Regions from separate parts of the Mus musculus genome. Here all the other regions are linked to region 4. A link is a contact called in public Hi-C and HiChIP or PLAC-seq data. All regions are on one chromosome and are shown on one strand. The core of a region is the stretch at or near the end of the contact, and the rest is flanking DNA. Distances in the headings are between cores, read along the strand shown.

Region 1 (2,888 bases), core at 293-2,792, 220 kb after region 4:
TGGGGAGCTAGTGGCAGTGGGTGACTGCAAGGCAAAAGTGTCTTCCACACACAGCAGGAGTAGTGATATCCTTTATGAAGTAACAGGACTGTGGCAACATCTGTACATGTTCAAACCAGAAAAATAAAAATCATAAAGTGAAAACGGAAGTAGGTGCAAACTCCTTCCACTGATCAAGAAACTATATGCTGCTGCTGCTGGAAAATAAGTTTTTCTCCAATGGGATGTCACTGAGGATATCAACCATGCTCTGGGCCAGGACACAGGGCTTGAGTTGTTGTTTTGGTCTTTTTTCTTTTGTTTGGATATTTTGTTTTGTTTGTTTTGAGAGAGAGAGAGAGAGAGAGAGAGAGAGAGAGAGAGGATGAGAGAGAGAGAGAACATAAAGTTGGGTAGGGAGGGAGGTGAGGGGGGAGAATATGGGAGAAGTTGGGACAGGGGAAAACATGATTAAAAAATTTTTTTTTCCTGTACAAAAATGAAAAAGAATGCTTTCTCTAAGTGATTTTGGTATTTGTTTTTTCTAAGGTCAAGAAGTCATGGAGTGACTGTTTCTATTTAGGGATATGGGAGATCAACATGACAATGAACATAGCATTAGAGAATATGGACTTCTGGTACTTTTTTTTTTTTTTTAAACCAGAATCTTTTGAATAGGCAGACTTACCATGTGTCTGGAATTACGAGAGGATACATGGCCAATAACTTTAGCCAATTTGGAATCTTATCTCTACTCACTTTCCCCCTTTGGTCGGTGCGGGTGTGTTTGCACTCCATGTTCAGGCAGGCAGGGTCAGTATCTGGGGTGCAGAGGAGAACTTGAATAAGAGGCCATTATGATCTGTGTTTGTGCCTCCAGCAAGTCCCCAAAGCTTAACAGAGAGATGGTCCAGCTGTTGCAGAAGAAAGTCTGGGAGCCAGCCTGTGTCTTTACTCCAAGGTAGGGTGGAGCTTACTCACAGGAAGGTGACCAGTGGCGCTCTGTGGCTCAGGGCAGCAGTCGGGCGGCTGCAGCTGGAGGCGAGCGTCTGGCTCTCCTGCGCCCCGCCTCACCCGGACATCCCCGCCCGCGGCAGGTGGCGGAACCGGCCGGACCTGCTCCACTGGCCGAGCCCCGGAGCTCGGAGCCCCGCGGTGGCCAGCGGCGCCATGGAGGCGGACGCGGACCCTGAGGAGCTGACCCGGCTGCGCTCCGTCTTCGCCACCTACGACACGAACGGCTCCGGGCGCCTGGAGCGTGCGGAGTTCAGCGCGTTGTGCGCGGAGCTGCACGTGGCCGAGGCCGAAGCAGAGGCCGTGTTCAGGGGGCTCGACACGGACCGCGATGGCGCCATCACCTTCCCGGAGTTCGCGCGTGGCTTCCGCGGAGCGCTCGGTCGGGACAGTGCGGAGGCCCAGGGCGCCTGGGAAGTGGCAGAGCCGGAGAGCCCGAGCCCCGCGTGGCGGGACTTCCATGCGCGCCTCGGAGACGAGGCCCAACTCATTCCCAGGTGCGTGGTCAGGCGAACGCGGGAGGCGTGCGCTTCGCAAACGGAAAACCCAATCTGTGAGTCGCCTTTTCTGTTCGACAACTGGCGGTGATTTCTCCGCAAAGAAAAGGGAAGGAGATCTGGAGTTACGGTAGGGAAGGAGTTCAGGGTTTCCTGCAAGCTTGTGGTGGTTGACACCTGTAGCCTCCGGCAGCTGAAGCTGGCACACTCTGGGTGGCTCACAGTGACCTCACCTGTCACCTTTTTCTGCTGTTTCCCTGCCGTACTAAGAAGCTACCCTCAGCAGTTTGCTAGCTTGGCATCCTATAATATAATAGTAGTTGTGTTTGCTAAGGCCGGAAAGAAAGCTATAGCATTGCTGGATTCGCATACTTATTGATGTGCACGACGTCACTCTTTTTATTTTAAGGATAGTTTAGGAAGTACGTTTGTCTGTTTAGGACTGAATGAGAAAGAATACTAGAAATTTAAATTCACAAGCATCAAATGACTTGCTTAGTTGATTAAAAACAGAAATTTGATCTCAGGTCTTCTAAGCTGAAAAAAAATCGCTTTTATTCAGTAAATGAAAGGACACAATCACACCATGACCTTACAGATAAGGAAACATAACTTATTACCTAGTTACTAACAACGAAAGTAGTACAAGGGCGATTTTAGGGTGAGAACGTCACTCTCACCTTCGTTACATTTCCGCTTTTCACTGGAAGTTTTTTCTCCTTTGTGTTTGGAATTTAGCTGCGATTTTATTGAGCTATGGCTGTTCTTAATAGACCTGAGAGACTTCGTTTTAAGTGGGAGTTTGTGGACCTGAGACTTGGTCTCCAAGAAAGGAAAGGCCCTGGGAGGCGTCAGGTTCCTTTGGATTGCTCCACAGCACAAGCTACATCATCATAGCTTCTCCCTCCGGTAAGGGAATTTTGTGCAAGGAGGCTGAGTGACTCATTATGTTGAAAAACTGGGTGTGAGGACAAATCCCTTGCATACACGCGGGGAAAAACAAACAAACCCCTCAATGTCTCAGCCAGGGAAGTAGAAAAAAACTGAACACTGTTGCTGTAGGCTATGCTTTTTCTTCAAGCCATCTTCCCAGTACATGTAGTTATTATTCTTTTTTTTTCCTTTTCTTTATTGGATATTTTCTTTATTTACATTTCAAATGTTTTCCCCTTTCCTTGTCTTCCCTTCTAAAATCAGTATCCCACCCCACCCCCCACCCCCGCCCGCCTCTATGAGGGTGCTCCCCCTCCCCCACTCCTGTCCTCCCGCCCTGGCATTCCCCTACACTAGAGAATCTCACACCTTTAGGCCCAAAGGCCTCTCCTCCCACTGATGTCCAACAAGGCCATCCTCTGCTTCATATGCAGCCCGAGACATGAGTCCCTCTATGTGTACTTT
Region 2 (2,771 bases), core at 266-2,765, 220 kb before region 4:
ATGGCAGGAAGCGTGGTAGCAGATTGGTCAGCAAGGTGCTGGAGAAGTAGGTGAGAGCTACATCTTGATTCTCAGGCAAAGAGATAAACAGTAGACCAGGCATGGACTGTTGAAACAGCAAAGCCTACCCCTTGTGATGCACTTCCTCCAATAAGGCCACACCAACTCTAACAAGGCCACACCTCTTTTTTTTTTTAACATCAAGTACGTTTTTTTTTTTTTTTAATTAGGTATTTATTTCATTTACATTTCCAATGCTATCCAAAAAGTACCCCACACGGTCCCCCACCCACTCCCCCACCCACCCACTCCCCCACCCACCCACTCCCCCTTTTTGGCCCTGGCGTTCCCCTGTACTGAGGCATATAAAGTTTGTGTGTCCAATGGGCCTCTCTTTCCAGTGATGGCCGACTAGGCCATCTTCTGATACATATGCAGCTAGAGACACAAGCTCCAGGGGGTACTGGTTAGTTCATTTTGTTGTTCCACCTATAGGGTTGCAGATCCCCTCAGCTCCTTGGGTACTTTCTCTAGCTCCTCCATTGGGGGCCTGTGATCCATCCAATAGCTGACTGTGAGCATCCACTTCTGTGTTTGCTAGGCCCCGGCATAGTCTCACAAGAGACAGCTATATCAGGGTCCTTTCAGCAAAATCTTGCTAGTATATGCAATGGTGTCAGCGTTTGGAAGCTGATCATGGGACCTCTTAATCCTTCCAATCCTCAGTTCTACTCCCTAGTTACTATGCATTCAAATATATGAGGTTGTAGAGGGCCATTTTCATTCAAACCATCACAGCTACCACGTAATATCTTGGGTTTGCCTCTTTGTTTTCTTCCATGTCCAAATGCTGCCTTGTGGCAGCCTAGGATAGGTCTCTTTGTACCTGTGGCACACCTGTTTGCATGCCTGCCATTTGCCAGTTCCATCACATGGAGGCCCGGGTAAACCTTTTTGCAACTGCGCCATGTCCCAGTACCACCAGGTGGCAGCATGGACTCAAATATTCACACATCTGACATTTCCTAGCTTCAGGGCGTGGTAGAGCTGGGCATGCCTGTTTGCACACCTGGTGTGTCCAAGGGCTTACAACTGGTGGCCTGTGCACACTTGTTTGAAAGTGTGCTGTGTTTGAGAGCCACAGTGTGTCTGTGCTGGTTCACCTATTCTGATACAACCCGTTCCTATCATTACCACGTAGTGGTGTGTACATGTCTATTTGTGTATTGGCTTCACCCTACATCACAATGTGGTGGTGTGTACATGTCTGTTGCACACCTGCTATGTCTTAGCACTGTGCCTAGCACACAATTGACATGCCTGCCATGTCTTAGCACTACCATAAGCCATTGCAGGAACATCTGCCTGCCATGTTTCAGCACCACCACACAGCATTATGTGTTCGCCTGTTTCCACACAAGTCATGTCCCAGCGCCACCAAGTGGTGGCATGGGCTGGCTTATGCCTGCTGAGTCCCAGCACCACCAAGTGGCCTGCCTGGGCATGTTCTGTCTCAGTGCCACCAGATGGTGGCCTGGGCACACTGTTTTGTATTCGTGCCCAGAGCCCACTTGGTATACAGGCTTGCCTTTTTTTTTTCAGAGATAATGCATTTATAAACACAGAAATGGTTACAACAAAGATGGCCGTGATGAGCAGGTATATATGTATGTATATATATATATATCCATGTCCGGCATCTGACCGTGGCACCTAGGGAGGCTAAGTCCAGTCCTGTGTGTACCCTGAATTCTCCCTTCTCTGCAAAAGCCCGTCTGGTATTGCAGAGAACACAGCTACCACAGCTCCCAGAGCTCCAAGGACTGGACTCCTTGGATAGCGAGACTGAGTATATAGGCCCTTGGTTGGCAGAGAAGGAAGGAGGCTGTTAAGGAAAAATAACTCATACTCTTAAGCCACCCTTGGTCTCCGGGGAATCTCTGGCACCTTGGCAACCATGAATCAGCTATTGCCCCCTTACAAATAAAAAGGTATAGTCATCACCCAATATAAAGTGAGCTCACAGGGGTCAGACCACGTGCAAAAATCTATTCTTTTACAGGTAAGCATAAAATGGAAGGCTGGTGGCATTTAGAGCTTCCTTCTCTGTTATCTGGGAGGGCCAGCCACTAGTCTTCCATCAACCTCAACTTTGAGGATGAAGAGAGAGAAAGGTAAGCGCCCCCACACTGGATAAGATGTGAGCTCCCAGCGGATCCTTCTCTCAAGCACCAAGCCCCGGTTTTAAAAGCTCTGCCTGGATGGGGGCTGCTGGGTAACACTATCAGCCCAGGATTCCTTGGCCAATCAGGAGCAGCTGGATGGGGGCTGCTGGGTAACACTATCAGCTCAGGATTCCTTGGCCAATCAGGAGCAGCTGGATGGGGGCTGTTGGGTAACACTATCAGCCCAGGATTCCTTGGCCAATCAGGAGCAGCTGGATGGGGGCTGCTGGGTAACACTATCAGCCCAGGATTCCTTGGCCAATCAGGAGCAGCTGGATGGGGGCTGCTGGGTAACACTATCAGCCCAGGATTCCTTGGCCAATCAGGAGCAGCTGGATGGGGGCTGCTGGGTAACACTATCAGCTCAGGACTCCTTGGCCAATCAGGAGCAGCTGGATGGGGGCTGCTGGGTAACACTATCAGCCCAGGACTCCTTGGCCAATCAGGAGCAGCTGGATGGGGGCTGCTGGGTAACACTATCAGCTCAGGACTCCTTGGCCAATCAGGAGCAGCTGAGGTTAAGGATGGTTATCTTGCGAAGAAAAG
Region 3 (2,719 bases), core at 104-2,603, 240 kb before region 4:
GCAGTGCAGAAATATGACCAGCAGGAATCCCTGCACTGGTGATGCAGAGGCAGGTGGATTTCCTGGAGCACCAGGTTAGCTACCATACAGAGTTCTAAGTTGGGCAGGACTACATATAAGACCCTGACTCAAAAAACAACCAAAAATACCAAAAGTTTTAACCATCACACTTTTAAATTAGAATACTAATAACTTTTCCCATAGAAAGAGTTAGGCTCCACTCCCTTCCGCCCTTTTTAAACGCAAAACTCAAGTGGGTGAAATACAGCAAAGATTGGTGCTAACCTAAGCTTACCGAGCCTATCAAAAGCGTCTCCCGGGTTCCGAATTGCTTCATTTCTAACGTAAGCTTTCTAAGCAGTACTAGGTAAATCACCAAGTGTGAGTGACCGTACTGAGTCCAAGATTTAAAAAAAAAAAAAAAAAAAAAAGTTGGTCAAGTCTTCCAAGTCTTCTCTCAGAGCACCTGACTGACTACGTGCGAGCTTGCGGGCTCAGCCACACCGGCGGCTGCCTTCTGGGTCCCCAAGAAAATCCTCAGAACTGAGTCCAGCTGCTTTCACTGCTGAGCAGAGAACACCAACTTCCAGCCCGAGCTAGACCGCCTGCCTTCTTGGCATTCCCATCGCACAACACGCCCTCTCTCCCTGGCAGTTCACATGCCGCAACGAAGTCGCATCTATTAAGCGCCCACTGTCTACCCCGCATCATGGCTCCCCCCAGGAACCGCACAAAGAAATGGCCTCAAGACGGAGGAAAGAAAAAGGGAAAGATCATCTGCTAGGGCCAAGAACGAACCCGAGTGAGGGTCGGGCTACCTGCTACCTCGCGGATCCGGACATCCCGACCCAAGGGAGGCTCGGAGGACGCACAGGCCCGGCCTTCCTGGAGTCGGCCGCAGAGGGGTCGGTCGGCGCCCCAGACCACACAGGCGTGGCAGTCCGGAGCAACAGCACCTCCGATCGGCTCCCGGGAGGCAGGCGAGCGAGCTCCCGAATCCCGAGGGCCAGAATGGACTGTCAGGGCCGCCTCCTCCCTCCCAGCTGACTGCTTTGCACCGCGGAGCGCCCAGGCCCGTGCTGCCCTGCGAAGACCGGACCGAGGCCGCCACCCTTCCCGCTCCGTCCCGACCAAGAAGAGGTTACCTGCGCCGCTGGCGGAGGTCCAGACGCCACCCGAATGAAAGGGATGAAAAGTGCGGCCTCCCCTGAGGGTTTTGGGAATCTTTGGAAGACTTGTTCCGCACTGGGTGACAGCTGTTCGCTGCGCACGCGCACGGGGCGCCACCACGGAATCCCTCCGCCGCGCTCCCCTCCCTCCCGGCTCGGAGGTGGGCGGGAGGCGGCGCGGGCGCGCAGGCTGTGCGGGCTGCCTCTGCCTGCGTGTGGCGCACGCGCCCCCACGTGACCGCTGGGCCGGGCGCTCTCTGGGTCACGTGGGTCTCTAAACTGCTTAAAGGTGCCCGACTTGAAGCCGAGACTTCCGCCTCTTGCCTAGTCTACGCTTGCCGTGCTGTATTTCCTTTTGCCTTGGGGACAAGCTCGCCTCTTCTTTCTCAAAGGAGGAAAAACACTGACGAAGCAGAAGGAGCAGGTGCGCAACAGATCTTTGTCGGATCACTCACTAGGTTCCCACAGGGGCTGGACCTGAAATAAAATAGTACACGAACACGCCTGCAGGGACTCGGTGCGAGTCTATGGCAACCCTCGGTGCAAGAACGGCTGGCTGATTTTTACCTCGAGTGGAGGTGGTCAGGAAGGCCAGACTCACGATGACATTGTCCTGTGCCGGTACACCAACCAGTGGGCTGCACCTCTGAGCCTACTTCAGTCGGAGATCCCAAGTGAGCAGTGTTCCCAAATTCCTAGCAACCAAGCCTGCCCTTGAGCAAAAAGGTCTAATACTTAAAGACTAGAGAAATCTTGATTAGGGATCCTGAATTGAGTTACCTTCCTACACGTCTGTGTAAATCTGACTTCCAAGACCGCAGAGGAATCACACAGATCTCAAACTCTTACTTCCAGATAGGTGCCTAAACACTAAGCGTTTTGCAAAGGCTAAACAGGTTTTACTGTCCCACAGTTCCTATCTGGGTTTTTTTGTTGCATTTCTTCTAGTTACTGACCAGGCATATACAAAAGTGAGCACACAGGACCATCATTTTACGTGTTGTTAGAAAACAAGGATTTCTAATGAATGTGGTGCATACTTATAACCCAGGACTTGGAACAGAGATCAGAGGACTAGAAATTCAAGATCATTCTCAACACATCATAGACCTGAAGTTAGACTGGGCTACATGATATGCTGTCTCAAAAACTGATCACCTCTTTAAAAAAAAAAAGCTCAACATAACTATTTAAATGTACTTAAATGTGTTTTTTTTAATTTATTTCTTTTTTTTTTTTTTAGGGGGAGCACTGTAAAGACAGATGGGATATGGTTAATTAACTGAAAGATAATGAGATCTAACCACCATATTTCTTTGACTGGAAAAACACCGCTTGGGGGCTAGAGAGATGGCTCAGTGGTAAAGAGCATCGACTGCTCTTCTGAAGGTCCTGAGTTCAAATCCCAGCAACCACATGGTAGCTCACAACCATCCGTAATGAGATCTGACGCCCTCTTCTAGTGCATCTGAAGACAGCTACAGTGTACTTAGATATAATAATAAAAAAATAATAATAATAATAAAACACAGCTTAGGGTTTGGAAAAAT
Region 4 (2,700 bases), core at 60-2,559:
TGCTTAGCTCTGCTACAACCTTTGCAGAACTTGCATGTCATATGAGGTCATAGGAGAAGCTAACACCGACCTGCCTGAACAAGTGCAGCCAAAGGGCACACAGCCTGTTTGAGTGCATAGAAACACATAGACACATCACCACCACCACCAACAACCACCAACAGCACCAGCTGAGGCAGCAGCAACAGCAGTTTGCAAATATATTTGCGAGGCCACAGACAATGATCTCCCAAGGAAGGGAGAGGCCAATAAAAATACTAAGCAACGTGCCTTCTCCAACTTGACCACATGAATAGTCACCAAAATTCCAAGCTCTTTAACCCAAGACCCAGCTTCCTGCAGGACTCGTTTGCAAGCTTCATGAATCTTTTCCCTTTCTCTGAAACACACATTTCATGTTTCTTTAGAGGTAGCTCCAAATCGATACAAAGTGCATCCCATTCCTCAAGGCTGGAGCCCAAGATTTCTAGGAAACTTGGAGAAGTCCATTACCACACTAGAGAAATCAGGCTCCTGTCAGAGAAACAGCAGGGTACAAGAAGCAGGTTCCCAAACCGCCTGGGCGCGGGAAACAGGAGCGAACCCTGGCTGGTGGAGTCCTTTTCCACGTGGTGGATGAGAAAGAAGGACACTGGGGTAGCATGCAAGGGTCTCCCTTGGCTCCGTGGCTTCTATGTCCTGGTGAGATAGGCTCCAAAGGGACCAGTACAGCGCCAAGCGAGAGACATTTGCTTACAGTCTCAGCCTAGGAGCAACGTAAAGTGAGCCCAGGGAACACGTCAGGGTAGGGGGCTGAGGTAAGGATAACACACAGCAGATGACTATAGAGGGCCAAAGCCCCTATCTTGAGGACTGAAGCAAATCCAGCATTCCAGCCGCTCTTCTTTGCTGAGATGGGTTTCCCACCAGTGCATGCCTACCCTCAGAGCCCTCTCACTCACTCCTGCACCGTGCGAGTACCGCACGCCCTGCATCCTCCCCCGGTGCCACCGCACCTGGATATGGCAGGAGACCTCCGAGTCGTCCAGCAGTCGAATGGTGCATTTCATCTCCTGGTTGAGCGATTTGATACTGGAGCTCCGAAAGTGAATCATCTTCATAGTCCTTCTGCCTCTCGGCGCACAGTGACAAGAAGCGAACATACACAGCAGCACGCGGGAGGCAGCCGTAGGAGGCGCGGGACCCGCGCGGCCCTGGTCCACGCGGACATTCACACGTTCTCAATACAGTCGCAGCTCCGGGTGCAGCTCCGCCCGGAGACCGTGGCAGCGCAGGGCGCCTGCGGCCACCAGCGGCGAGTGGCGAGGAGAACCCGTCCCTCCCTCTCCTCTTCACACGCTCCAATCCCCGCCTCCTTTCCTAGCTAGCTCAGAGGGCACCTCCCTTGGCTTGGGCTTGAAGGCTGAGGGCGGTGGGAGCCCAGGACCCTCCTAGGGCTCGCGGTTGGAGGAGGCACAGGACCGACTGTCCCCTGACGCTCAGAAGCTCTGGCGGGGGCCACTTCCAGGGCTGCTGCTGCGTCAGGCTAGGCCCTGATGCTTTCCTCCGACTGGCCGCCTCCTCCCTCCTCCCATCGCGGTTGCTAGATGGTCCCTGCCCTGCTTCTCTTCGACTCAAAGGCGCCCTGCATTGTGAATTCCCGGATCCTGGCGGCCAGCAAAGAGTGCAGAACAACCCACACACCCTCAAGGGAATTCCGCTGATGGAGAGAACTGTTGGGCTGGAAGGGATTATCAAACAATGGCAAGAGGCACAAACATTGCACATGCACATGACCGTGGTAACAGTCTCGGATATTCCTGGCCGATTTTAAAGTTAATATTAACTGAGATCAGCCCTCGTCTTCCATCTTTAGTTAGGAATTGTCTTTCTTAAATAGTTTGATTTTTTAATTTTTAATATTTTTTTTATGGACCTATCTCCTTAGACTCCAACTAGAAGCTCTATTCTGCCCCACCCTCTTTAGGGAGCCTCCTCCACCTCCCACAGCATAGGAATCTAGTAGGAGTCTAATGACAAAGACGTTTCCCATTCTATTTTAGTCTCCTCTCTGGGTGCTGGAAACCCTGGAATTCTCTGTTGCTCTCCAGGAATTCATTGTCATCCCAATGAGCCCCTGTCCCTGTGTGAAATGCTCTAGGTTCAAGGGGTGACGGAGATGTTGCAGCAGTTACAGGTAGGTAGAACTTCGAGATGGAGGGAGAAATGTTAGAAAATAGGAATTAAATGAAAGCTGCTTTGCTCTGTTGTTTCTTTTTCAGTGAGGAATGATTGCTACCAGAAAGGCTTGTTAGCTGTCAGTTCTTTAACGTTTGCTACATATGCAGTCCCTTCATCCAGAGGGATACCCTGTGCTGTGGAGGGAAAAAGGCTGGGAAGGGATTGGCTGTGGCTAGCAGTGCACTTGGCGTTCTTCCTGTCCTGTGTATTCCCTGCTTCCTCTGCAATTCCAGCACTAGTAATCACCCTACAGTCAGGCATCTATTTCTCAATCCTCTAAACTGCAAGAGCGATCAACCTACTACTGCCCCTTGTCTGAAACCTCAGCACTAGCAATGATGAAGCTGGAGGAGAGAGTGTGAGGCCAGCCTGGATTGCTTAGTGAGACTGTATCAAATAACAAAAGGAAAAGAGAGAGAGAGAGAGAGAGAGAGAGAGAGAGAGAATTTAGTATAACATTGTATCTTAGTCACTCTTCTA

What was found. A called contact is a pair of places that touch in the nucleus more often than the background predicts. HiChIP or PLAC-seq counts read pairs in DNA pulled down with a chosen protein or histone mark.
Region 1: a contact with region 4 is called in a Hi-C map of nephron progenitors, with 1.6 times the contacts expected there. The contact joins the promoter of Rasef here to the promoter of Frmd3 in region 4. A contact is called at or near these places in 1 of 39 promoter capture datasets (embryonic stem cells), 4 of 484 Hi-C or Micro-C datasets (cerebral cortex, cortical neurons, embryonic stem cells and 1 more) and 1 of 115 datasets of contacts at active chromatin or transcription factors (embryonic stem cells).
Region 2: a contact with region 4 is called in an H3K4me3 HiChIP or PLAC-seq map of embryonic stem cells, with 6 times the contacts expected there. The contact joins the enhancer-like site here to the promoter of Frmd3 in region 4. A contact is called at or near these places in 2 of 39 promoter capture datasets (hippocampal neurons and liver), 6 of 484 Hi-C or Micro-C datasets (cerebellar granule neurons, embryonic stem cells, myocytes and 1 more) and 1 of 115 datasets of contacts at active chromatin or transcription factors (embryonic stem cells).
Region 3: an H3K4me3 HiChIP or PLAC-seq map of craniofacial prominence shows a contact between it and region 4, with 5 times the contacts expected there. The contact joins the promoter of Kdm4c here to the promoter of Frmd3 in region 4. A contact is called at or near these places in 1 of 39 promoter capture datasets (liver), 1 of 484 Hi-C or Micro-C datasets (embryonic stem cells) and 3 of 115 datasets of contacts at active chromatin or transcription factors (craniofacial prominence, embryonic stem cells and forebrain).

What each region holds. Positions count from the first base shown.
Region 1 is chr4:73,789,256-73,792,143 of GRCm38.p6, reverse strand. It overlaps Rasef (RAS and EF hand domain containing), which reads left to right and starts at 1,542. Exons shown (of 18, transcript NM_001017427.1): 1 at 1,542-1,620. It overlaps Gm11240 (predicted gene 11240), which reads right to left and starts at 900. Exons shown (of 3, transcript NR_046042.1): 1 at 739-900.
Region 2 is chr4:74,229,880-74,232,650 of GRCm38.p6, reverse strand. It overlaps the pseudogene Gm11405. Among named protein-coding and RNA genes, the nearest start is that of Kdm4c, 21 kb to the left of the region's middle. Within about 2 kb of position 1,515, at least 22 of the 459 cell types and tissues checked have an H3K27ac peak or open chromatin away from gene starts, as enhancers often do. A contact at or near this core is called in embryonic stem cells, where this site is marked.
Region 3 is chr4:74,250,513-74,253,231 of GRCm38.p6, reverse strand. Kdm4c (lysine (K)-specific demethylase 4C) reads right to left here and starts at 1,353. Exons shown (of 22, transcript NM_144787.2): 1 at 1,146-1,353.
Region 4 is chr4:74,012,212-74,014,911 of GRCm38.p6, reverse strand. Frmd3 (FERM domain containing 3) reads right to left here and starts at 1,309. Exons shown (of 14, transcript NM_172869.4): 1 at 996-1,309. The coding sequence starts at 1,142.